3 separate regions of the Mus musculus genome follow, and all the other regions are linked to region 3. A link is a contact called in public ChIA-PET and Hi-C data. All regions are on one chromosome and are shown on one strand. Each heading gives the region's core, a stretch centred on a gene start, on an enhancer-like site or on the middle of the called end of the contact. The rest is flanking DNA. Distances are from core to core; before and after follow the strand shown.

What was found. A called contact is a pair of places that touch in the nucleus more often than the background predicts. ChIA-PET counts read pairs in DNA pulled down with a chosen protein or histone mark.
Region 1: a Hi-C map of cerebral cortex shows a contact between it and region 3, with 1.8 times the contacts expected there. The contact joins the enhancer-like site here to the promoter of Pitpnb in region 3. A contact is called at or near these places in 2 of 39 promoter capture datasets (embryonic stem cells and hippocampal neurons), 7 of 484 Hi-C or Micro-C datasets (the HL-1 cell line, the HPC-7 cell line, cerebellar granule neurons and 4 more), 3 of 115 datasets of contacts at active chromatin or transcription factors (embryonic stem cells and memory CD8 T cells) and 1 of 9 other capture datasets (pancreatic islet).
Region 2: a contact with region 3 is called in an RNA polymerase II ChIA-PET map of memory CD8 T cells, with 38 read pairs. The contact joins the enhancer-like site here to the promoter of Pitpnb in region 3. A contact is called at or near these places in 1 of 115 datasets of contacts at active chromatin or transcription factors (memory CD8 T cells) and 1 of 9 other capture datasets (liver).

The regions. Positions count from the first base shown.
Region 1 is chr5:111,198,345-111,202,385 of GRCm38.p6, reverse strand. All of the region lies in intron 6 of Ttc28 (tetratricopeptide repeat domain 28), which reads right to left. Among named protein-coding and RNA genes, the nearest start is that of Gm35628, 34 kb to the left of the region's middle. Within about 2 kb of position 1,990, at least 84 of the 459 cell types and tissues checked have an H3K27ac peak or open chromatin away from gene starts, as enhancers often do. A contact at or near this core is called in cerebellar granule neurons, cerebral cortex, memory CD8 T cells and 1 more, where this site is marked.
Region 2 is chr5:111,158,578-111,162,839 of GRCm38.p6, reverse strand. The region is part of intron 5 of Ttc28 (tetratricopeptide repeat domain 28); the gene reads right to left. Among named protein-coding and RNA genes, the nearest start is that of Gm35628, 74 kb to the left of the region's middle. Within about 2 kb of position 2,714, at least 64 of the 459 cell types and tissues checked have an H3K27ac peak or open chromatin away from gene starts, as enhancers often do. A contact at or near this core is called in memory CD8 T cells, where this site is marked.
Region 3 is chr5:111,328,104-111,332,201 of GRCm38.p6, reverse strand. Pitpnb (phosphatidylinositol transfer protein, beta) reads right to left here and starts at 1,505. Exons shown (of 12, transcript NM_019640.5): 1 at 1,369-1,505. The coding sequence starts at 1,388.

The DNA of each region.
Region 1 (4,041 bases), core at 741-3,240, 130 kb after region 3:
CCACAGATCACGCTATCAGGACGAGCAGATGTTCTGTGTAATACAAACAATGTCTTCCTATATGTGACACAGTGTGGTGGAGGTGAGGGGGTGGGTCATTATCTGCCTGTCACCCATTTGTCACAGACCTGCTGGACACACAGGTCAGGTCACCTACTTCACCTTTAAAATTGCTCTTGGAGACATCTCCCTTCCCAGAGGGGTAGAACTCTTCAGTAGGTTGGAAGTTTGATCATTTAGTCCTGGCCGTCCTCAGTGGGGGGTGCTATAATAAAGGTGACCTGACCTGTGTGTCCAGCAGGTCTGTGACAAATGGGTGACAGGCAGATAATGACCCACCCCCTCTCCTCCACCACACTGTGTCACATATAGGAAGACATTTTACAAGCGAAAACAGCAAAGCCACAAAGTCAGCTAGCCATCATGAGCCCCAAGTATCTGCTTCCACTACAGTCTCTTCATTCTGAGTTCCATGGTGACCTCAGCCACGGCACAGCACATATGCCCATGCGTTGCTTTGAGAGTGAGTCCTTTGTGCATGGGTGGCAGTCAGAACGAGAAACTGGCACATACTTCAAGTAGTTTACCTTTCTCCAGGAAGGAAAAGAGCAGCCAGCTCAACAGGACTGCACACAGAATCCCGAAGCCCCAGGAGAGGGAGGCTGGAGAAGAAGGGCTTAGTACAGAGTTCAGCGTCACGCCACGGGCCCTGCATCACAGACAGGATTTCGTGGGTTCTCCGTGGGCACAAAGGCAATGTGGATGCCTCTCTTCATCAGGCACATGAGAAGTACCAGAGCTGTGAGGCAGACAGTGCCAGCTCGCCTGACGGAGCCACGACCTGGGGGCCACCATCTGTTTTGCTAAGGCGACAGTCTGGAATTTCTGGTTGAACTCCAGGTCTCCTTATTGTGAGGCTTCACTAGTTTTACCGAGTCGCAGAGCAGATTATGGGTCCCCCCAGAGCACCCCCAGCAGCTGGGCCGAGTTATAAGCTGTCTTTGTCTTATTCAGTGTCCCATAATGGATTTGCTAGAACATACCATCTGAACCAGGGAAATGCAATTACTGACTGCCGTTGCTTCCAGTAAGTGGCCAACTCTGCCAATCTGGCTTAAGAATGTAGCCCGTTAAGCTCTGCCACAGGGGCTGTTCTGATGAGGGCCTGTTTCACAGGCGCTGGGCACATGGCAGAGCCCTTGTCCCACTTTTTAACTGCTTTTGGAGACGTTCTGAGTGGCACCAGTGAAATTTTCCCTGGCAAATGAAAGTGCTCCCTCCCCCAGGGCAACCAGCTCTCCAGCAGGACGGGGAGGGCAGCATCTCTGCACACCCAAGCCACCGAGCGGCAGCCTGAGATGCCTGGAAGTCAAGTGGGGACACGCTGAGTCAGCACTAGTGACTAAAAGTCGCCTCCTGGCTTTCCTCCAGTTCTGGGGGTGCATACTCTGCCTCAGGAGGAGCCTCTGGAAAAGTGACTTTTTGAAGTCACCATGAAATTAACAATTATGCTGCAAAGAATCTTAAACATGGAGTCTCTGTCAATTTCACTCATGTGCGTGTGCGTGTGCATGTGTGTGTGTGTGTGTGTGTGTGAGTGTGTGAGGTGGTTGCACTGTGAGGTCCGGCAGGATCTCCTGGTGGGTGGGCAGGCACACCACCTGTGAGGTGGAGATGACAGTGAGGACCATGGGAAGCCGTGCCACAGAAAATGAACTCCTTTTCTGGGTTTCCTGGTAGCTGTGCCTCACTGTCCGCATTCCTCCGGCACGCCAGTTGAGCTCTCTTAAGAGCTTAGCTGTTTCTTCAGGGAGGCTCAGTGAGCTCCAGCTCTGGCTTTAGACAGCTGCCGCTCTTCCCCATGCTCTCTATGGGACCCCGACGACGCCCCCCCCCCCCCCCCCGGTCTTTGAGGCTCCTGTTCCTGATGGTAACAAGCCTGTGTGTGTTTTCAACGCAATAATGAACACTGCGTGAGAAGCTACACCAGGCACACCCAGGCACTTGGTAAGTGTCAAGTCTTTATTCCGAGCCACTTCAAAGGTGTGTGGAGCTTCCTCAAAGGCCTTTTCATTTCCCCTTTGTGGAAACTGTTATTTGAATACCTCAAAAAGCAGAGCCAGCACCAGTTTCCTGAGGCTGGATGTTAAACACAGGAGGAACAGGCCATTAAGTTCATGTACTGAAAGGAAGGAGCAGTGTGCTATCCTAGTGATTTTCTTGTCCAGAGTCATAAATATTAGCACTCTTCAAACTTGCACAAAGGTCCCATTGTACCCACGCTTTGAGAACTTCTTGGATCAAGATCCAAAAGGTTAATATATTATTTAGTTACCTTGCTAATCAGACTGTCTTATACAGCTGTAGGGCAAGGGACTGTGTAAAGGGAGGAGAAAAATCTGCTTAATTTAGCACTACTAACTGAAGGAATAAAATTAAAATGGTACGATAAAATCCAGTTGCTGCCTGATGCTTTAACTATTTCCCAAGCTCACTGTATTTCTAGCTCATTTCAAAGGTTTGAGGTTGGGTAGATGCCTCCGTGGGTAAGGGCACTTTCTATGCAGGCATGAGGATCGGAGTTCAAATCCCCAGACCCCATGAAAAATGCATTGTGGCTGCACACACCTGTGAGTCCGCCCACACTGCGAGAGGGAGCTATGGTGAATTACTAGAGCTTGCTGGTCACAGGCCTCGCTCCAGGCTCAGCGAGACCCCACCTCAAGGAAGTCAAATGGACAGTTACAGGACACCTGACGTCCTTCTCGGGTCTCTGTGTGTGTTTGTATACACACACCTGAACGTGTATATGCCTATATACTGTCCCCATACCATATAATATACCACACGTATGCAACATATGATATACTACATAGTTGTGATGCACCGCACAATATATTGTATGCACTGCACACACTCAACACAATACAGCATACGTACAAATAAAAAAATTGAAATAAAGAAAAGGTTTGGGCTAGAGAGATGGTTCCAGTATTAAGACAGAGTTCTGTTCTTGAAGAAGCCCCTCATTTCTGCCATGACCTCCGGCTCCAGGGGACCTGACACCTCTGACCTCAGGGACACCTGTACTCACCTGCATATACCCCATGCAGATGTACATACATATATAATCTTAAAACTTAACAAAAATTTAGGAGTCAAGGTCAGCTTCATATACATTCTCTGACCATGGAGCAAGCGGTGGCATTGGAGCCTTTTGTAGTTGGAAGTAGTGTGGGGGCTGTTTACACCAAAGGCAAGGTCAGGGTCCACAGCAGTGTCTGGGAATTGTTGCTGTTACCCAGCATGAGCCTTTTAGGCTCTGGGATCCCCAGCAGGACGGAAGCTGAGCTGGAGAATGAGGTACAGGCCTGAGCTCAGTGAGCAAGAAAGAGGGAAAGGGTGCGTGTGATTGGGTGAGTTAATGCTCAGAGTTTCCCAGCATGCGTGGCTTCCAGAAGTGTGCGATTAGGATTGGTTAACATCTGGCCTTTCCCAGCATGCTTGGGTCCTATCACCTCTGCCCCATTCAGACAGACAGACAGACACTGCCATGGCTTTGCAGTCCTCTGTGAGCACACACTGAAGTTTATTTGCCGCAGGGAAGGCCTGAGGGATGATGCCTTCAACTTGATTAGCTCATGGAGTGGTGGTGAGGAGGCAGGCTGCAGGGCGTGCTCTCTCTTCCTTGGTCCAGCCATTCTCTGCCATCTTAGGACACAACTAGGGAGGCCCTCGTCAGACTTATTCCCTTGATTTTAGACTTCCCAGTCTCCACAACAATGAGCTACACCAACTTGGATGATATATAACTTACATCGTCGGTGGTGTTCTGTGATGGGAACAGCAGGCAAACTATCGTACACACTCATTTGGGACCAAGCATTAGCAGTGCCTGAAGAGGACACCAACAAGCTTAAGGCACACACCACCGAATCAGAATGCATGATGGAGCCAGCAGAGAACTAGAATACTTCATGAGGGCCATGAGCACAATGGTTGACAGGTAGAGGAAAACAGATGCTTCTAAGCCAGTTTTTC
Region 2 (4,262 bases), core at 1,465-3,964, 170 kb after region 3:
GTCTGCAGAGCTGACAGACAGCCCGAACAGGGCTACCACAATGATGTGGAAGAGGCCCTGATGATCTGGGGTTAGGGAGGACCGATAGATTACACCTTGCCTGGGTTCAGTGAGCGGAGGTTAGAGAGTGGGAGAATGCCTGGAAGGAAAGAGCTTGCAATGAACATCTGGGGTGGGAATTCCTCGAGGCCAGCCTCCTTCTCTGTGTAGCTTAGAAGTTGACGTTCTCAGTGAGTGGACTGTGTTTGCTTTGCCTCTGCATATATGATCCCACTGAACTGGATTCATGACTACTCAGGTTTAGGTCGAGTGCTCCCCAAAGGTCCAGAGGTAAAGGTATTATGTCAGTTGAAGTTGCATTGTGGGAGCTAAGGAAGGCCATTAGGAGGGGGAACATTTCAACACCCACACCGATGGGGAAAGGAAGTCTATAGTTTTGCGCTGTTAAAATTGAGGGTTAACATACTAAGGCTGGGAAAAACCGTACATGATCTAATAATAAATTCAGACATGAAATTAAACATCTCGCCATGGATTTACAAAACCAGTTCTGCAAAGTCACGTCTAACGCATGGATTCCACGTAGTGAGAAGGAATTACAGTGACGGAGAGAAATGGGATCATATATAACCTCCTACTATCATCAGGAGATTTCTTACTCTACATCGAAATCAACAGTAATAGATATGCACTCCCACACTTGGGAGGTGGAGGCAGGAGTTCAAGGCCATCGCTGACTACACAGCAAGTTAATGGTCACAGTGGCCTCCACGACAGCCTGTCTCAAAACCAAAACTCAACAGCAAAAAAGAATATATGAGATAAAATGATAAAGTCAGGCGATACATTGGACACAGAGAAGTACCATCAGTGGACAGAGTGTGCCCTTCAGAATTAAGCTAACTTGCTTCATGCTCTGGAGTGTCCGACACTATGCACTGCCTGCAGACCTTACCTGTGCACACACTCATCACTACACAGTCACCCTGCTTGCCCACCCACCACCATCTCATTCAGAAAAATCTTTAAATACCAGGAAGCTATCAGGTTCACTCATACTGGCAGGCACAGATATCCCCTGCCCCCATTCCAACTTCTCCTTACAACTTTGCAGTGATAACAAATGCCGTTGTCTTTAAGATGTCAGGCTTGCTAGTTCATTTTTTGATAAAAACGTCCCCAACATCCAAGTCAAGGAAACCATTTTTCTGCCACCCTTTTCACAGAAGACGATGTCCTGTGAGCTGCCACCCACAGTGTTCCAACCGTATGAGCTGGGAAACACATACAGTCACAGGTGGGGGTGGGGGTTCTACTGGAAGTGACTTTGGCTTTGGCTGTGGTGTAGCAGAGGCAAGCTGGGCCTCATACCCAGCTGACTACAGAGAATACTAGAAAGATGTGAGACTGGCAACATCCACAATTTTATTGCTTCATAGAGTGAGGGATAAGCAGACAGGCAGAAGGAAAGGCCACAGCTAGATACAAAGATGGCAGACTTCCAGCTTCTCTTGCATACTCCTGACCAGAGACCAGATTCCTGGCGGGTTTTTTCTCCAATCAATACAGTTTCCCGACCTGTGAGCAAATCTGAAAATGTTAAGGCCAGAATAGAATTACCCCAAAGTAGGGGGTCCATCAGCCTCCCTGTCTTTATTTAAACTGACCAATCCTAAATTAGGGAGGGAGACTCTCAAGGGACCCTGAGATCTCCAGTCTCAAGGTGTGATTGGACTTCAGCTTCCCAAGCCCCACCCCTTGCTGTGCGTGTGTGTGCGTGTGCGTGTGCGTGTGCGTGTGTGTGTGTGTGTGCGCGCGAGTGTTCAGTGTGTGTTTCCTCATTCCTAATAAAAGCCTTTCTTCACCAGCTGATTCAGTCTGCTGTCTGACATTTTCCTCCCCACTGCTACCTGTTGTGTGAGAGTTTTTAAATTGTCTTTTACTTTTTTTTAACTGACAGGGAAAATAAATCTGATCCAGACTCCTAACAAGTCGGGTGAGGACGCTCTTGGGAGAAAACCCTAAGCTCGTGGCAGAGAGGACAGAGAGGTTTATGCAGCCCATGCAGCTGCCTGGGTCACACTGAGACCTTCACAGGTGGGCCGCCCTGGCTTCTGGGCCAATATCAATAAATGTTTTTTTTTTTTTTTAACAATGCAAATGGCCTCTTTTATGAAGAAACTGACCTTGGAGCTTCCCTGGAAGGCTGGGGGTGGGGGGCTCAGAGCACACTGATGCTCTGCACAGTCCTGGACTCAGTAGATTTGAGCTCTATCCCAGGGGACCACTGGCCATGGGCTCCCGAGCATGCAGCTGGGCTGCTTTTAGCCTGGGACTATTTGGTTAACCAGTGATGGGAAAAGCACCAGACACAGAGAGCTACTGTAGAGAAGATCAGAGGAGCAGGCAACAAGTTGCAAACACTCAGAAGATGTTTACAGAATAATTTTTAGTCCTCTTCCTTGATGTAAGAGGGAGCTTATTCCATCCCACAGCTATCCTGAGGTCAGGGGAGGTAGGCAGCTCAGAGGACTGATTGTGAACTGGGACCCCCGACCCCCATCTGGGGCTCGAGTAAGAGATCGAGCCACACGGAAACGGGGGGGAGGGGTTAAAAAATGTTCTATGTGTATTCCGTCAGTAACCATGCCAACCGTCTCTGTCTACAGGAAGTGGGGGTGCCTCCTGAAGCTCCCCCATCACCACACTACAGACGCTCCCCCCACCTCCCCTAGGAAACCTGATTTTCATTTTCCCTTTGTTCTCTCCTGCGCACAGAGCTGCACTCGACATAATCTTTGTGATTTCAGACTTTCCCTACTCCAGCTGCTGTGACACATCTGGTGTCCTTTATCTGGGACACCTGCTTCAGGAGTTTGACAATCAAGGTGCTGACTCAGTTCTTTTCGGGGAACTAAAACTTTCTCGTTTCCTTAGGAGTGTTAGGCGTGAGGGACGAAATGTTTAGTAAAGCACAGTCACACATCTCGTTACCAGATGCCAGGCACTTATGCAGAGCAGGAGCTCAGACTGCAGTGTCTTGTTCAGCCCCGCCGAGACACTGTGTTAGTTATCTATTGCTGCGTAACAACACGTCCACAGACAGAGCCACTTAAAACAGCACGCATTCGTTGCTCTGTCTGGTGAGTCAGGAGTCCAGGCACAGCCTCGCTGGCTCCTGTGGGATGCCAGAGGCATTGTGAAGGCGGCATGAGCTCTCATTTGGAGACTGTGCCCAGGGGAAACCTGCTCCCCAGTCTGGGTAACACTCAGCCCCTTGTGATTATAAATCTCAGAGCTTCAGTATTTTGATGGCCATCAACGGAGACTTCCCTTGGCAACAGACATCCTGTCATCTGGAGATCCTACACATGGACACTGTAGCTACTGTTCCTTTGTATCCAACAGGGAGAGGGAGATTCCAGCAGGGCAGATGCTACAATGGTACACTAACCACACACACACACACACACACACACACCCCAAAAGTGCCAGCATATGCATGATTTGTTTGTGTGTGCATACTAACCTGTGTGTGTGCATGCATATAAGCCTGTGCATGTGTGTATATACAAGCCTGTGTGTGTGTGTATACAAGCCTGTGTGTGCATGTGTATACAATCCTGTGTGTGTGTATATGTGTGTATCTGTGTGTGTGCATGTGTGTGTGTGCACGTGTATACAAGCCTGACTGTGCATGTGCAGACGCCAGGAGGATATTGACTGAGGTCCTGCTTGATTGATCTCTGCTTCTCTCCCTTGAGTCAGGGTCTCTCAATCAGTCCGCAGCTAGGGTGGTGGCCAGCCAGCCCCAGAGACCTTCCTGTCCCCACTCCCAGCATGGGGGTTACAGGTATGTGGCCACACCCTGCTTTTTACAGGGATACTTGCATCTGAACTCAGCAATCATTCTTTACCCATGGGGTCATCTCTTTAGCACAATTTTGGCATGGCCTGTTGGGAAACTCCAAGGTCCTGCTCACCCCAGGAGAGGAGGGGTCAGACTAAAGCACTGTAATGGTTGATCTCCACTGAGGAGCTGGTGTGGGTGAGAGGCACTGAGGAGGTTGTTAGTGCTCACCTTTGATGTGTGAGAGGATTAAGTGCGGCCCTCTTCATGGGCAGCACCTTCCCACAGGTTGGGTGCTGAGATGGAGTGTAAGGGGGAGAAGGAGGAAACCTGCCAGGAGGACACCGTGCCTGCCGTGGCTGGAGCTGCTTAGAGCTGATGTAACCTCCCCACCATGATGGAGTGAACCCAT
Region 3 (4,098 bases), core at 256-2,755:
GGACCCTAATAGGAGTAGAGAACTGACTCGAAAGCTGTCCCCTGACCTCCAAAAGCACTCGGTGTACTACCCTGTACACCCCTCTCCATACAAATGTAATTAAAAGTGTTCTCCTAAAAGTGAAAAAGAATCGTCACCAATTCATTTAACAAGAGTTTGCTGAAGGGCTGGAGAAATGGCTCTGCGGCTAAGAGGACTTGCTGCTCTGAGTAACTGGGTTCAGTTTCCAGCCCATGGACGGTGGCTCACTTCTTGCTCTAGTTCCAGGGGATCCAATGCCTAATGCCCTCTTACTACTACCTCCAAGAGCACTGTATGAACGCAGCACATATGCACACACGCAGGCAAACACTTAAATACACATATAAACAGGCAAATCTTTAAAAACACCAAATGCTGGCTGAAGATGTGCTATGTACTAAAGACTGATCCAAAAAAAATGGAGGTATCAGAGTGAGTATCCTGCACAATGTAGGGCGAACAGTCAGAAAGACAAACAATACACACTTCCCAAGACCTTTAAGGTGAGCTACTGATTTGAGGAAAAAGCATTCGAGTCAGCAGAAAGAGAAGGAAAGCCAACATACAGAGCGACAGAGGAACAAGGGGTCTTGTAATGCTGGAATGGGCAAGGAAAAAAAATTACATATGAGCAGAAAATAGAATCTGGGCAGTGTTAAGTAGAGAAACCTTGTTAGTGATTTTTACAAGGTTGACGTTAATACAGGCAAGGAATCTAGACAGCTAACTTAACGTCTTTTTTTTTTTTTGCTTCTTTTAAGAATCTGAAATTAAACCAGGGCCGAGGAAGAACAGCAACAACAAAATGGGTCACACTTGAAATTGCACAAGGGACACCGGCTCAGGTATGACAGCTGAACATTCCCCGCCACCACGGTTTCCTGTGATGTCCGTGGCTCTAAGCAGAGGGGGAAGCCACAACTTCCCAACAGAATGACGGGACCAGTCCGACGAACTTGGGAAAAGTCTTTATTTGCCGTGTTAAGCACCATGTGTTTAACCCCGCACCGAACCCAGTGAAGCAGGTGGGGCCGGTGTCTCCCCATCTTAGAGATGAGGGGTCTGAGAGCGACCGCAGGGGCATGATCTAGAGTGGGCTTCACTGAGCCTGAGGTGGGTCGGGCTCGAACTTGCGGGCGACCCTTCGCCCGGCATTCCCGGCTCCCCCGAGAGCCCCGGCCGCACCGCCGACCCTGGCGCTGACTGCGGAGGGCGGCGGCGCCGCACAGGGCCTTGGGGGCTCCAGGAAGGAGCCAACTGCGACCCGGGAGCGCCCTCCTCGCGGAGCCCACCGATCCTCCCCAGCCCGCATTCCGGAACCTCGTTCGAGCCCAACGACCCACTCACAATTCCTTAATCAGCACCATCTTCCGGGAACCCCTCACAGCCGCCGCCGCCAGCCGCCACCGCCGGGCCTCGCAACACGCAAGCGTAGCCCCGCCTCCCAATCGTCCGAGCCCCGGGAGCGCCTGCGCGTCCGCGCCCTTCCGCCGCCGGCCATTGCGTCAGCGCGCCTGGGGGAGCTGACTCCGCCCAGTCCACGCCCCGCTCACGGAGCACGAGGCCTCCACTGCGGCTGCGTGGCCCCTTGGCGCGCTGGTGAGCCTTGGAGCGCGCCTGCGTACTCTCGGCGAGCAGTGGGGCAGCAAGCGCGGCGTCCTCCTGCCAGCGTTAGTCTCTCACGGCGCTGTGCAGCCTATGGTTTCCAGTGAGTTCTCCAGTCGGGACCCTAAACGACGTTGAGTTCGCACAGGTGTGGGAGCCGAGGACGACCTCAGGTTTAGCAGGAGCGTGTTCTAGAAACCCAGACAGACCGGTGTTAAAATCCTGATGTGTTCGCCCCTTGTCCTAACTAACCTTTTTAAGGGTACATCTATCTGGTTTGCCTGTATTGTGTCTGCTCCCTGTGTGTCTCATGCATACTGAGGTTCACGTGTAACTGGAGATGCAGACAGTTGTGAAATGCCATGTGAGTGCTGGGAACCAAACCTGGGTCCTCTGCAAGAACCCCCAGTGTTCTTAACAACTGAGCCCCTGTCCAAACATTGAATCCTCAACAAAAGCAATTTTGCATGAGACAGACCCAGACCCAGTTGGGTAGACTAATTCTAGACGAATTCTACGTGTCTAAGGCATTGGTTTTTCATTATGTGCTTTCGGGGCAAAGAACTCACTACAGGAAGAATGAAAGTTAAATTTTACTAAGACCAATCAGAAGCCCGTCCCAACACGGGCTTTAAGCACTAGTTGACCTAACAACTTTGATAAAACAATTTTGAAACAGTGACTAAGTACTGCTCTTGGACTGCCCTCTGCTTCCTCACTCACTGAACTTAGTAACTTGGGATTCAAGGACCTTTTAGTGGGATTCCTAGGGAGCTGGATAGCTGCAGGAATAATCTTCTTTGTGTCAACGGGCATTTTAGGTAAATTTGATTTCTCTATACTTTGTGTCAAACCATATTTTTTCCCTCATCGAATGATCTTGAAAATATTTTCATAAAAACTAGAAATAGTCTCAAGAATATTCTTCCCCTCTCTAGTGATTGATTTATTTATATTTTATGTACATTGGTGTTTTACCTGCATGTATACCTGGATGAGGTCAGATCCCCTGGAACTGGAGTTTCAAACAGTTGTGAGCTGCCACGTCGTGGGTGCTGGGAATTGAACCCAGATACTCTAGAAGAACCACCAGTGCTCTTAACTGCTGAGCCATCTCTCCAACCCCAGTCCCAAGTGTTCCTTAATTTTGTTAGATATCAGAGCATAGGTCAGTTGTCCCGATTTGGGAAACTGGGTTGGACTTTGAAGATGAAGCCCTGGACCTGAATCCTGGCTGGTTGACTTCAAGAAATCTGGAATAAAGAATCTTGTAGAGACTTAATTTATACAACCAAAGATAGGTGACTGTTTAGAGAATAAAAAGTAGGAAGGGACTGAAAATGTAGCTCAGTTTATAGAGTACTTGCCTAATGTCCTAGCAGTGAGTTCAGTCCTTTTGATTTTTTTGAGGCAGGGTTTCTCTGTATAGCTCTGGCTGTCCTGGAACTCACTCTGTAGACAGAGCTGGCCTCGAACTCAAAAATCCGCCTGCCTCTGCCTCTGCCTCTGCCTCTGCCTCCCAAGTGCTAGGATTAAAGGCGTGTGCCACCCCGCCCAGCTTGAGTTCAGTCTTAAACACCACAAAAAAGCCAAAATTACATGAAGCACCTATACATATCACATGGTAATAGAAGGTTTTTGAATGAAAACCATATAAAAACTATCAGGGATCAGCAACAGTAAATTAAAAAGGAAAGCCAAAGAGAGGTTGAAGAGATGACTACTCTTGCAGAAGACTAGGAAGCCACCTGTAACTCCACTTCCAGGAAATAATACACATAACTTTTTTAATTTCATATAGTTCTTAAAATTGATATATAATAATAACTTCATTTCTCCCCTCCCTCTCCTACACTCCCATGTCTGACCACATTCTTCTCTCCCAAACTCAAGGTCTTTTATCACTATTATTACATATAAATGAATGAGCATATAAACACAAAGCATTTTTTTTGGCCGGGCGTGGTGGTGCACACCTTTAATCCCAGCACTTGGGAGGTAGAGGCAAACTGATCTCTGAGTTCAAGGCCAGCCTGGTCTACACAGAAACCCTGTCTAGAAAAACCAAACACATACCTATACATCATAATACATATGTACATACATGCAACCTGTGAGTCAATTCAGTGTTGCCTGCATGTATAAGTTTTTAGGGCTAACCACTCAGTATTAGATAACCAGTCAGAGGTCTCTTCCTAGGGAAGACTAATTCTCTGTTTGCTTCTGTCTGGAGTGCAGTTGTTAATTGCCCATAGATCTTCATCTAGGGGTGTGGGTAAGATTTTTTTCCATCTACCTTGGGATGTCAAGTGTCATTGGAATTGTTCCAGCATTGTTAAGGCAGCCAGGTTGAAATTTAGGAGAAGGCACGATCTCAAGCCAACTTTCTGACTTCAGCAATCTTCCCACCACCCCCTTCTATCATGTTCCCTCGGTATTAAAGGAATTGAAAACCTGGGCCTGAATCCTGGC